Regions from separate parts of the Danio rerio genome. Here region 2 is linked to region 1. Evidence: chromatin contacts called from public Micro-C data. All regions are on one chromosome and are shown on one strand. Each heading gives the region's core, a stretch centred on a gene start, on an enhancer-like site or on the middle of the called end of the contact. The rest is flanking DNA. Distances are from core to core; before and after follow the strand shown. Region 1 holds the start of cyp26c1 (cytochrome P450, family 26, subfamily C, polypeptide 1). Region 2 overlaps LOC141378551 (a long non-coding RNA gene).

The links. A called contact is a pair of places that touch in the nucleus more often than the background predicts.
Region 2: a contact with region 1 is called in a Micro-C map of caudal fin, with 10 times the contacts expected there. The contact joins the enhancer-like site here to the promoter of cyp26c1 in region 1. A contact is called at or near these places in 2 of 18 Hi-C or Micro-C datasets (caudal fin and an unstated tissue).

The regions. Positions count from the first base shown.
Region 1 is chr17:20,814,374-20,817,073 of GRCz12tu, forward strand. cyp26c1 (cytochrome P450, family 26, subfamily C, polypeptide 1) reads right to left here and starts at 1,364. Exons shown (of 7, transcript NM_001029951.2): 1 at 1,312-1,364; 2 at 294-641. The coding sequence starts at 497. All of the region lies in intron 5 of LOC141378551 (a long non-coding RNA gene), which reads left to right.
Region 2 is chr17:20,885,528-20,888,227 of GRCz12tu, forward strand. The region is part of intron 5 of LOC141378551 (a long non-coding RNA gene); the gene reads left to right. reep3a (receptor accessory protein 3a) reads right to left here. Exons shown (of 8, transcript NM_001037575.2): 8 at 2,681-2,700. Among named protein-coding and RNA genes, the nearest start is that of reep3a, 20 kb to the right of the region's middle. Within about 2 kb of position 1,399, at least 1 of the 62 cell types and tissues checked has an H3K27ac peak or open chromatin away from gene starts, as enhancers often do. A contact at or near this core is called in caudal fin, where this site is marked.

The DNA of each region.
Region 1 (2,700 bases), core at 114-2,613:
TAGCCTTTATAGAACGTTTATAAGCATACTTTCCCTGTTAGCTGCACTTACTAGCCAATTAAAATATAAAATATAATATAGGCCTAATTCAGAATATATTTTACTCAAAAAATGTATTATAATGTAACATTATCACAATATAGCCTATTATGGGCTCTATTTCAAAACTGGTTTGTAATAGTGTTACTTTCAGAACAAAAATCTAATCATAAAGTCAAAAGATTATTATTATTATTATTATTATAAAAACAGCTCAGAACTGTTAGAAACCGACAAGAGTTTTAAAGTCTTACCTGGAAAAGCCAGTGGAAAGTTTCTCCGACCAGCGGCCAGCCCATGGATCCCTGCGGGAGTGGGAGTTTACACGTCTTGTCCCGGGTGATGCTCCACCTGAACTCCCAAAGCAGCCGCGAGACCGCGAGCAGCAGCACTGTCGGTAAGACGGCATCGGCAACCGAAAGCAAAGCGGACACGAGGCAGAAATCGTGCCCGAACATCTCGAACGATGATCAAAAGCCAAAAGAGAAAGAACAGAATCCACGTGCGCCTGTGCGTGTTGTTCCAGTTATGATCTGCGGGATGGAGCGCCTCCAGAAGTTGTGCAATACGCAAGAAGCTCTCTTTACGCGCTCCTCGAATATCTGGAAATAGAATAGGAATACAACTTTACATTCACCCTACAGTGAATCATGAGGGGAAAAGGGGGATCTACTCTGCATCCAGTCTCTCCAACTTCACAGAGAAAGCCAAGAAACTGACAACTATTCCAAACAGTTTTACAAGTTGCATGCGCTGGCATGTCTTTCATTCGAGTTTATCCACGATTTCTTGGGGTGCAACTTTAAGGACAGTCCTGCTTTCAGCCACACTAACGAACTTGATAACGGGAAGTTTGGAAATTAACAAGCACTAATATGTGCGTAATGCAGAAAATCTCTCCTCTCAAACATTTAAACGTAAGTAAACCCCATTCAGTCTGTATATTGAATAGCACATTTATAGCAGGCTACAGAAATTCAATTTAAAAATGCTGTGCCTTAGTTTTTTTATTCAACTTTTATTCGAATATACGGAAACTGAGCTTCAGAATTTTGTTTTTAATCCTAAAATATATGCTTTTGGAAACCGACTCTTGATAATGATCTAACTACACCTAATATCAGTTACAGAGTCTCAATTTAAGAGTGTAACAAAAATCAGTCTCTGTCAGATTTGCAGCTGCAATCAGCAGTCTAGAATCACATCATCTCAATTACAGAGCTAAAGGTGACTTACAGGTGAAACAGTGTCAGACAATGAATGTTTACTCACCTCAGCACGACTGTAAAAATATCCCCTTTCAGATTCTGTCTCTGTTAGGTGAGCTATATGAGTCTTCAGTGCATCTCGCGCGCTCGAGCTTTATAGGTATTGGCACATATTATGATCCACCTTCACCAGTGACGTGTGAGCAGTTTTTTTCTCTCATAGTTGAAAAGGTCGTGGATGGATCACAGAGGATGGGAAACGATCGTAGGTTATTCAGAGGGAATCAGAAAGAAAGAAAAAGCAACAGAGGGAGTGAGTGAGTGAGCGAGAGAGAGATTGTTTGGGGTTTTACTGGTTGCTTAACCATTTCCTCATTGAGATTCTATTCGATCCTTTTGTCGTCACGTTTTCATTTATTACGATCAAAGCAAGCCTTTTTTTGCTTATAATGTTTACATAAAATATTAGCTTATAATTTGTGTAAAATATATATTTATTTATTTAAATTTGGAAATAAAAACTTTCTTCTGTGCGTAAAAACCATAAACGCACAATGAGAGCAATTTTTTTTAAAGAATAGGCAAAAAATATGATAACGGTGTACATTTTGATAGAGAAGACGCATTTACTTTTTCCAAAAAAAAAAAAAAAAAAAAAAAAAAACACATTCGTTTAACCCGTCTATGGATTATGGGTTTTAGTACGCATTTTAAAAAGAATGTTAATGATGTTCTGATCGCAGTTGGTTGAGCGCAACAATTCTGTTTTTGCGGTGAGATAAACGAACTGTGCTCAACATTTTAAACAAAAGCTAATATTTTTTTCTATAATATATATAGCCTGTTTGTAATAATCAGGATTTTACATTACAAATAATTTCGTTAGCAATTTACAATAAGTTTTGTATGGCAATATTGATGGACAACTTGCTAAGGATAAATAAAAATAAAACAAATGCTGGGATTTGCTTAATGTTATATTATTTTAGCTGTTGTAGTAAAATGTAATGTTTCTATAGGCTACATTAAGTCAAAATTGTAAGCCCTCCTGTGAATTTTTTTTTAAATGTTTCCCAAACTTCTTATAACTAATTTATTTTGTTCATATTTTATCGTAACATATTCTTCGTATTTTGAACACTAGTGTTCAGCTTAAAGTGCAATTCAAAGACTTAACTTGGTTATTATGTTGACTAGGCAAATTGACATAATCTGGCATGATATTGGATATTTTTCCAATTTCTTACACTTTTGAATTTTTTTTTTTTAATTTTGACCTTAAAATGGTTTTTAAACATTTTTAAAACTGCTTTCGTTCCAGTCAAAATGCAGAAAAATATTAAAGGAAATACTGTTAAAAAAAAAAAAAAATTAATTTCAAAAGTCATTTTGATATTTGTGCCTGAAAAAAAGAGGATGCCCATTTTTAAAAGAAAAAAAAAGTGCCTGTATG
Region 2 (2,700 bases), core at 149-2,648, 71 kb after region 1:
TTGTTTAGGATTTTTCATTAAACATTGATATTTTTTAATCGGAATTTATTTCACCGATCTTTAACTTAAGCACATTTTATTAGATGATTAAAGAACTGCACATTTCTACCTTTAAATCTTCTGAAATGCCTTGACAGAAAATTCCTGATATAAACAAATGAAGTCAGAGCAATATTATTTGTCACATACACTCTCAATAGAGTCATTTAGATTAGTTACCAGCTAGTCTTATTTTATTTATTTTTTTGAGTGTGCATACATGGCTGTAGACCAACAGATATCTTCACTCTCTCACCAAAGTCTCCACAAACACACACTCATATTCCAGGAGGACTCGACCTCCTGACAGATGAACCTATTTCTCTTTCATTTTCTCTCTTACTCTCTCATCCTTTTCCTCTTCTCTTGTCTGAGACACAGGACGTCTCCGTGCTAAAGTGCTGAAAGATTTAGACACGTCCTGTGACAGAGACCACAGTGAACCACAACTGCTGCTCGACCACACACATAGTTGTATTGGTGGTTTATAAGGACTCTCTAGTGTATTTCATATTGTTAAAACAGCTTATTATATCACATCTCTTTGAGGCAAACCTGTGGAAACCAGTGGCAGATTTTGAATGACTGTTAGGTTTGATGTTTAAGTATTTTGAATTACCAGGACACAGGGCATAACCTCATAAACCACCTTAATATTGTAACACCTACACTGTAAATAAAATCTGTTCATTAACAGTTTCTGTATTTTCAGTGTTTCCTGTGATTTACGCTTGTGATTTGCATTATGGGACTTTGAACTATGCTCTGTTGATTTCTGATTATGAAAACTCTACAGTTTAACAAAGTGAATTTTATTGACATTTTAGTATGTTGAAATAATATAATGTATAAGAAATAAGTATGTAAAATAACAGAAAATGTACTGGCACTTTATTACAAGGTTTTTGTACCATAATATATAATATATAACACAAATCCAGACAAAATATTACTTTAAACTATTCAACATGTTATTAAAAGTCTCTTTTTCCAACTTTTCAAGATTAAAAGTTGTTGCAAGTAAGATGTCCCATAATTCAAGTCAAAAGCATACATAAACAGGGAAATTAAAAATATAAAGAACACACATCACAAAATGTGGGAAACTCCTGATTTACGGATTTTCTTTTTTTTTTAACAGTGTAGTTGTATACAAATCTGTGTCCTCATAAACCACCAAAACCAAAACAAACACTCAAAAACCTGTCTCAATCATATTTATCAATGAATGCGTATAGCACTGATACACTTTGCCACTGTTGTCTTATTTAAAAAAGTATGCCCAATGGCCATATTGTATCATTGTCAGGCAGCTAAAGTAAACACGAGTGTCATTAAACAGGGTGTTGTTTGCAGTTCATGACTGAAGCAGCAAAACACGTGGATGCTTGTTTGTGTGACGTCAAACTTTCTTCTTTATAGCCTAGAGGTGTGAATATTCAAATCAGGCGGCTTTTCTGAAAAGGTTAATCATACAGTATGTACACATAAATTCTGCAGTCAGCCTTCACTGGTAGTCTAAATACTGTTGAAATCCCTGATATATACAGTATATGACTGGCTCTGAGATGTTCCATTTTGGTCAAAATGTATAATTTATATATATATTTTTTCATTGAAACTAATAACTTCAAGATACAATTTCAGGGACAAAAATACAGATGTAAAAATGAAACATTAATTGAATAAGTACGTTTCATTTTTACATGAACCTGTTTTTATTTACTCTAAAATTTTATCTTGAATTTATTTGAAACATTAAAGTTGCATTTTGCATGCGTTCTGCATGTGTATACAATAATATTCCGACCTGCACTTATATAAAATATATATATATATACATATATATATATACATATATATATATATATATATATATATATATATATATATATATATATATACATATATACATATATATATATATATATATATATATATATATATATATATATATATATATATATATATATATATATATATACATACATATATATATATATATATATATATATATATATATATATATATATATATATATATATATATATATATATAAGAAATAAGTAATCAAACTATACATACACATATCAATTTATTTAACGATTTATTTATTTATTTATTCAATTATTTATTTATTTAACAAAAGGTTATGCATTTATGCATAATAAAACTTTACAGGAACAATTAATGAGTAATTTTCTGCTAGATTTGAATATGTAAATAGAGTTTTTAAATCATCATAAATCATCAAATGATTTTAGTTCTGAATAACATAAACATTAACATAAGATTTTAGTGAGATCTTTTGAGTGAGTCTTCTGTTGATCATGGTTAAAAAAGAACCACACAGGATACATTGTAATGTCTGAAAAAGCTGTGCTACCAGTGTCATTTTGATTCTTTAACTCTTAAAACCTATTTGGATTTGTTATGGCTAGACATTTTAAAATGAATGCCTTTAGAGATTTTTAGCTACAAGTGTTCCTTAAAAACATTTGACATGGGGGAAAAGCAGAACATGACTGCCTCTAGCGGTCACTGGAGAAACTGTAAAACAGACGAGTAGATAGCTGAGACCATTTTTCCTTTTATATATCAGGCACTAATCCAGGAGTTAACAAAAAATAAATCAGATTAGTTTGCATATTGTATTTAGTA